Regions from separate parts of the Gasterosteus aculeatus genome. Here region 2 is linked to region 1. Evidence: chromatin contacts called from public Hi-C data. All regions are on one chromosome and are shown on one strand. Each heading gives the region's core, a stretch centred on a gene start, on an enhancer-like site or on the middle of the called end of the contact. The rest is flanking DNA. Distances are from core to core; before and after follow the strand shown.

Evidence for each region. Hi-C and Micro-C count contacts between places; a contact is called where the count stands out from the background.
Region 2: a Hi-C map of skeletal muscle shows a contact between it and region 1, with 3 times the contacts expected there. The contact joins the promoter of rce1a here to the promoter of znf16l in region 1. A contact is called at or near these places in 3 of 6 Hi-C or Micro-C datasets (skeletal muscle and whole body).

Annotation. Positions count from the first base shown.
Region 1 is chr7:11,974,248-11,978,439 of fGasAcu3.hap1.1, reverse strand. It overlaps znf16l (zinc finger protein 16 like), which reads right to left and starts at 2,257. Exons shown (of 3, transcript XM_040181916.2): 1 at 365-2,257. The coding sequence starts at 1,091. It overlaps sh3tc1 (SH3 domain and tetratricopeptide repeats 1), which reads left to right and starts at 3,926. Exons shown (of 19, transcript XM_040181915.2): 1 at 3,926-4,122. The coding sequence starts at 4,017.
Region 2 is chr7:12,112,867-12,116,975 of fGasAcu3.hap1.1, reverse strand. rce1a (Ras converting CAAX endopeptidase 1a) reads left to right here and starts at 2,477. Exons shown (of 8, transcript XM_040181918.2): 1 at 2,477-2,853; 2 at 3,156-3,258; 3 at 3,969-4,052. The coding sequence starts at 2,684.

The sequences.
Region 1 (4,192 bases), core at 1,008-3,507:
AGTTTCATAATATAACAACATGCAAAAGGATGCGTTGTTGCAGAAAAATATATTGCGCAAAATATCTTGTATCGATCTTATCAAAACTAGACTAGTTAGTTGCCATAACAGCAAGTCATTTTATAAGATTAAAGAAGTGCAGTCTTGCTCACTGATTTAAAAAAAAATAATAATAATTATGACGCACAAGCTAAATGTAACAAGTAGAGTCAAAGTTACTCAGAGTTTGGACACGCCTTCTCATTCAGTTGGATTCTGACTGGTAGATACTGTACGTTAAATAGGAATGTTAAATATGTAATGCTTTTAACTTTCCTAACTTTTCCTCCCTCCCCATGGCAATAATGGGCTTGTCCCCCCCTACCCTTCATGTCTGGCGTGTACTCCATCGGGGCGATCCACTCGTAGTCGTACATCCGCCTGCTGCCGGAGGGCAGCATGCTGAACAGGTCATCGGTGGCCGACTCGGAGTCCTCGTGCGTTGGCCCTGAGCCGGCCATGCCACCGTCCGGCCACAGGTGCAGGGAGTGCGGGTCTGGATCCGGGCGAGCCTCCCTCTCGCCGCTGGCTTGGCTGCTGTGGTCTCCGTCCATGTCCGCGCCCCCCCTCGAGTTCTTGTCTTTCATCAGATAGTCACAGATGGCGTCTATGTTCTCCTTCTTCACCCCCGGCATGGCGGGCTTGGCTCTCCGGGGATCGCCGCTCATGTGTTTGACGTGGGAGCAGAGGTCGTGTTTTTTGGAGCCGATGTCTGCGGGGAAAAGGTCCCTGCCGTCCCTCTGAGCGGTGTCCAGTCTCGACTTTAACACGTCGATCTCGTCGGTTTTCTCGCGCAGCTCCATCTTCAGGACTCGTATCCTGATGCTGACCATCTTGCGGATGTCCGACAGCGCTGTCTCCAGCACCGCGGCGATGTTCCTGCCGAGGTGCTCGGTGATGTCGCTGACCGAGAACAGCAGCTCTTCGTCGTGCTCCAGCTCCAGAAAATCACTGTCGGCTCGGCTCGCCGACCTGTGGGGCTCCACGAAGGCGCCGTGGAGCTCGGGGGACATGCCGGCATCAGCCAAGCTGTGGTTTCTTTTGCGACTCATTAATCAGTTTTGCTGTGAGCTCAATTATTTCTGAAGAGTTTGTTAGCTAAAAGCTAACCAACAAGCTAATGTTTGGGTGATGCTGAAATACTGTAGTTACGTGTGCCAGAGTATCGGCGGATGTGGGAGGAACCTGGCTTCACAACAAAAGCACAGTTATGTCAAACAACTGACTAGACGTATCTTGGCCAATTAGACTTTTATTTTGAAAGGAGTAAATGGCAGTAACGTTGGTCGGCCTGATAACTTGATAGAGACGCAACAGAGTTGCAGTAATGGCTGGACGCTGAGTTGGATGTTTCTAATCGGTAGCGCCCCCTAAAGTATACAGTAGGAAACCAGGTGTGAGAGCAAAATGAGATAAAAAGCGCCTTCATATAGGACAAGGATGTTTACGTTGTAACTACGTGGCGGTTGTGTTGGTCACTACAGTATTTAATCGTGTTTCATGGCTTAAATACTATGATACATTTATAAAATATCTTCTGGGTTGTACGGTCTTGTCAATTCCTGTTTGGATGTGTTCATCTTCATTGTTTTCATCCTAACAAAGCTAGAGATCTATTAATACTCACGTGTTTCTCACTTTCTAAAAAGAATGTTTAAAACGGGTTTTAACAATATATTATAGTTGTAAATAGTTTGAGATCAGAAAGCTATACTACACAGTCCCTACCACTAAACTCATGACAGCTGATTCTGAACAGAATGGAACTGAATAGATCACAACTAATAAACTGAGCATAAATAGAAACGAAAAAACAAAGGACAATTTGTCCATCTGTTCAAATCAATGCAAAACCAAAATAAAGGGTATTTTATTCTAAAGAAATCATCAGCGGCTGCCGGTCCACCAAGCCAATTCTGAACAGCCTGGGAACTCAAAAGTGGTTTTAATTTATTATTGTTGGCGTATAACTAATAAATCAATCCCTGAACAAAGCATTATTAAACCCTTTCGAACTTATAAACACTTATATAAAGAGATAATCATAGTCATCATAGTAAATAAATATCAAAGGCTAATTCACCAAAGTTATTCCAATATAGTTTTTCATGTTTTAAAAACACCTGTAAACTACTGCTAAACTAGCAACAGAAGGATTCCGGGATTTTTAAAGGCGCACTATGTCATTTAGAAATGTGAAAAGTGTAATAGTGGCAAACCCATGAACAATTATCCCCTATTCTTATTAGCAGCTATCTGTCCATCCTACTGTGCACTATCTATCACTTTCTATGCTCTGCACCAAACCCAGATCTCAGAAATATGTTTTTCTTGACAATACATTTTTGTTCTATGGCAACATCATTTTTAAGAGATCAGGCTGCAGCAAGCACACAGTTACGCCCCAGTTAAACTCCTAACAGGCCATTAATGTGATGTAATGTAACAAGCCATTACTCCTAGTACATTACTAGTGCAGATGAAGATTTATAGAAATAGCTGGTGAACATAGTGCAGCATTTAGCAGCTAAAGACATGGATTTGTTTCTCTGTTGTTGGTGGAGTCTAAAAACATGAAAAAAGAGATGTTGAGATTTGTTGTCATTTTGCCCATAGTTGGAAAATATGATGATGCACCTTTAAGTAAATGAGCAATTTGAAAATTCAGTTGAAGCTCATGGCGTCTAAAACGTAAAGCAGGGATCACAGTTTGATGCATTCACACGCATACCACTAAAGAATGCTGTAGTTCACACTCCTAAGTCACCTGACAACGACGTGTGTGGAGTAAAAGTGTAATAAAACAAGTAAGTATTATATGACGCCTTAAAGAACTTAATTGCTGAGCTACCGAGTATCTTGTGACTCTGTTCCTGTGATTGTCTGTTAGCTGCTGTTAAAAACGCTCCAGTTTAGGAGCAACGCTGCTGCTTCTTGGCTGCAGTGCTGAGTGGACAGAGGAACTGACTGGAGGAAAGGAAATGCTGAGTCGGTTCCTGGGTTGTTTGAAGGGAAAGCACACACACACACACACACACACACACACACACACACACACACTTTGGATTAAACACTCTCTCAAACCTACACACACAATAACCAAACAGAGAGGCAACTTTGACGGAAACGTTGTTACTCTTTCTAGGATAGACAGAGTACGAAAATACAGGTATATAAGTAGGAAATAATTCCAGCTGATCTTTATGTAAGAGCAGGGACAAAAGTAACCCGGTGTCTTTTACGGTCTGATTTAGAGATCAGGCTTTATTTGCTCAGTGTGTGATAATTAACTTGAAAGCTGTACACTTTTTGAGGAGGGATTTTGAGTCAAGTGAACCGGAGTCACACAGGAAACTTACAGAAAGCAACTTTCTTCTATATGGAACTGAAAATAAAATACTATATAATAATATAATATATGGCAAACCACAATAAATAGGTAACTGCGTAAATGAATGAACAATAGTAATTTCATAAAATCATCTACAAGAATATTAGAACAAGATAATTACATAAATAAATCTGATGAAAGAAATAATAATTATATTAATAAATTGAATCTCTGTGTCCACAATGTTTTTTTTAAGTTGGTCTGTTATTGATTCGGGTGTATTTTCATTGGATAATAGTTAATACAACAATCATTTAGGAATATTTGGAATAGAATAGAATATTCCAAAATTATATGAAAACAATCTCCTTCTCTAACTTGTTCACTTTAAAATCCACTCTACCAATTTGTTGGTTGACTTAAATGTGTGCCAACCACAGACGTCTATGTCCTTCAACGATATATTATTTATCATTATGTTGAGAGAAAAGGAGTTTTATTTTGAAAAGAAACCCGGAGACAATTACAGCAGTAAGCTTGACGCTGCTAAGGGACCTCAGTGGGAGCGGACTGCGCGGAGAGCATGTGATGGTGAGGTGGTGACTGCTCACTGGGGACGGGGAAGACTGCACAGTTCTGCTCGGACATGTCGGCCAGGTCAGACCGGGCCGGCGGGTACCGGGGAAAGATGTCTGCAGACGGCCTGCAGCACCGGCAGGTGGCAGAGAAAACAAACGGACACAGCAGAAAAGGTATTTGTACTACTAATATTAGAATGTATGTGCAAAGGCACTTCAGAAACACAGCAATATAGTATCATCC
Region 2 (4,109 bases), core at 1,228-3,727, 140 kb before region 1:
GAAACCCACCATCGGCACAGGAAAAACTCCCCAAAAAATGAAAAAACCCTTACAAGAGGGAAAAAAGGGAAGAAACCTTAGGGAGAACGTCAGAGGAGGGATCCCACTCCCGGGATGGACAGACTACAATGGATGCCATGTGTACAGAATGAACAATGTATAATACATGCAATTCCTATGACAGAAATGATAGTAATGAAGTAGTTGTGAGTAGTAAGCCAGGCGCACAGCAGGACCACTGCAGGGGCAACCACCATCACATAGAACCACCATCCACAGAAGCCTGTGGGGAGGGAGAGCGCAGAGATTTTAGGAGAGGGTAATGTCGGTTTATGAGTAAAGTAATATGATTAATATCTAAAATAATGATGATGATGATGGCAGCAGCAGGCGTCAGCATGGCCACGGTAGGTGTCAGGACCAGGGTCCCGACACTGTGGACCCTGTGTATATTTTGAAAGATGGTGTCATTATCAATTATGCGCTGATGTATTTTCGCGCAGTCTTATTGCATTATTGGCAATCATCATGTTCACTATATGGGTCTCTTGCTCTGGAGTGAACATTCTTCCTCTGCCCCCGACATCTGGACATCTAGCAATTCTGTAAAGTACCAATTTCAGTATTTTTGCATGTATGGTACTGTTGTGGTTCTGTGGAGTATGGCAGTGCTACAAAGTACTTACAGATTCTCATTTCGAAATGTCCTAATGATGCTTGCCACAGTGTAGCGGCTCAAATTAGGCTGAACCAGTTGGCCAGCTTCCCTCAGGGTCATCCCATGGTTGATGACATGGTCCACTATTGTAGCTCTGATGTCATCAGTTATTCTATTTTTTACTCTTCTTACCCTTCCTCTTTCCCCTCCTTGTCCCCTTTGGCTCCTCATTGTCCTCTTCATCTAACTTCCTCTAACCCTCTCGCTTCTTCACCTCCACATCCTCCCCCTCGGCTTAGTGTTAATGATTGCCATACATGTGTATAATTTTGTGTGTTGGAAATTTGGTAATTGAGTGTAAGCAGTGAGTTGTGTTTAAATTTCTGCTAAAAGAGTATCGTGCAGTGAATTGTGCCTACAGTTTTGCAAAGTGTGTGTTACAAAATTGCAAACTGAGTGCAAATCAGTGTTTGTGCTTTTTGTTTTGCAAACTCAGTGAGTGGTTTTACTATACGTATTAATAGTTTTAGAAATTGTACTACAAGAATCACGATTAGCGCTTAAGTATTCAGAAAAAAACTGTAATGCACCAATGCATCACTCAAGGAGCAAATACCTAACTGATTATTGATGAATCATTTGTTGATGCTAAGTATGTCCATTAGAAGCAATTCATTGGGAACAACTTTTGGGTTACCTGGTTTGCGTTGTTGTGTACCAATACTGCTAAGTCTACACATATTGATATAATAATTTATACTAAAATGGGTCAATTTTCCTTTACATTCTGCATTTGTATGTATCTGTAGCAATGAACTTCAGTTGTAGAGATGGTTCGGACCGAAATGTCCATTAATGTGACCTCATGGATATTCATGGTATTTTGGTACTACAGATGTACATGCATGCTGTTCAGAAGTTGAATCCCTCTGACTTTGATGTAAGGCTTGTGTATTGCATTTGTTGTTCACAGATATTGCACGCAAAGTACAATATAACCCAGATTATCACATTTTAATTAACTACGTGTTTAAATTCAAATGAATGCAACTACATGCATTACTTTGATTCCATCTGGTGAATATGTATATAGTTGCAGTTCCCAAAAAACAAAAAAAGTATGTCATCAGAGACTACAAGACTCAAGGCTACAATCTCATTAATAAATCTGCACACAAATTGTCCCGGTGCGGTTTATTTCCTGTCTTATTTCTTAGTTTTCTGCCTCTTGTCTCCCTGGGTAACTTCACTTCCTGCCTTGTCCTGTCATCCCCTGTGATTGTCTGATTGTTTCCACCTGTGTCCAATCACATGCACCTCCCTAGTGTATTTAAGCCATGTGTGTCTCTTGTGACTGGTCGCGTCAAAACAAAATAAGAGGAAAGGAAAAGAACCCAAACCGTGACACAAATATGTATTTCATAACTCACCTGTGGCTAACAATTTAGCTGTTAAAGATAATGCAAAACAGCTATCTTTGTTACTGTTTTTTGTTTAGGATGCGTAAAAGAGAGAAGTGTAAGTTCAGTATTTGATATTATGAATTCGAAATTTGATTATTTTTGGAGAATGATTTGTTCCTTTTTCCAAGGTCAGGATTAAACAATTTTTCTCGAATCATAAGTTAATATCGACAAAAGATTTAGAGTTGGATTTGAATAGCACAAAAAATCAGACAATAGATCAAAACAACTGAAAAACTCAGTTTTAAAGTACAAAAGAAAGAGATACTAACCCTAACACATCAAAGGACATGACCCATGAAGGATTTACTTAACAACACGAGGTGGCAGTATAATGTTACAATTACAGTAGCAGCGTCGAAGAAGAAGACGAAAAAAAAGCGCAACATATAATGACGTCATTACGAAGCGCCCCTGGAGCTAGCCGTCCAGCTAGCAACTTTAGCTCACGTTTCGAAAAGAGGCTATTGACAACTCACGTGGACATGTTATCTCTTTAGATGGTCCACCGACCGCCCCGGTACCGAGGAGTCGTTTGCTTGAGTCTCAACCGGCCGTCGTCATGGCACAGCAGAAGGACTTATCGCAAAACCTTCTGACAGACGGAGTGAAACCCAGCAATGGCGGCTTCGTACCGCCGGCTGGGTTGTGCTGGATATCGGTGCTCGCCTGTCTGCTGCTGGCGTGTTCATATGTCGGGAGTCTGTACGTGTGGAGGAGCGAGCTGCCGAGGTGAGCCGGACAAGCACTCTGTGGTTGGTCTCTGCTACGTGGTTCATAATGACAACGTTCCTTCTGATACATTTACCCAACCGCGGGGCTCAATGCGCGTCACCAGTAAAGCCCCAAATCTTTTAATGTTTTCATCTGTGTTCTCATTTACTCCCTGAGCCCACACTGTGTTTGACAGTGACACCGTAGCGCAGCTCTTTCTTTAGCAATGTCATTATGTTCCAGCCATGGTGGTACAAACGTTGCTGGGGGCCTCACAGGAAAGTTGGCTGTGATTAATGTCTCTGCTGGTCCTTTCCCAGGGATCACCCCACTGTGATAAAGAGACGCTTCACCAGTGTACTCATTGTGTCGGGCCTGTCGCCTCTCTTTGTGTGGGCATGGAGAGAATTCACTGGCGTCCGGGTGAGTCCATGCCTCGTAAACTACTGAATAAAACCCTTTATTAGGGTTGCAAAATAACGGGAATATTGAAAGTTGGACACTTTCTGTGTGAATTAACAGGAATAAACCAGACAAGTTGGGGTAATTTAACTGTATCTCCCATGCCATATGACAAAACAACATTTTGTAACTAGAAACTGTATTCTCTCAGTGAACAACAAGATCATGAAGGTTAAATAAAATGGTGTATTTCCTATGATTACCCCTTCCCCCCAAAAAGTTCTGAATGTACAATTAACTAAGTCCAAGCCTCTGGTTTTGGTATTTTTCCCTGATTTCTGTCAGGTCGACATCAACGTTCAGTTTACCAAGTAATCAATACGCTACGTAATGACAGACATTCAAAAACAACAGAACAAATATTTACGTTTGTGGCAGACAATGTTCCCTGCTGGCTGCCTCCAGGGTCCAGCTGAGCTCTGCTTGCAGAGTCTTTTCTCAACGACATTTATGTTCCCTGTTATATGCTTTCGTAAAAAAAAAAACCATTCCCATGCTTAACATCCCATGGAAAGCTTCTGGAAATTTAACGGAAACGTTCTGCCCCTTTTAACCACTACCCCCTTATTCATGTGGCCATTCATGTGCTGTTCTTGCATGTTGCAGTCTGACACATGCGTTGTCGTATCATCAAACTGAGACTAGTGTTCTTGTGTGCGTTTGTGTGTCAGACTGTCCCATCATTACTCGCTCTTATGGGGATCCGGTTTGAAGGCCTCATTCCTGCAATCATGCTTCCTCTGATGCTCACCATGGTAAGGAACAAATCTTCCACGATCAGTCATAAGCAGATTTTGAAGGATCCCACTACG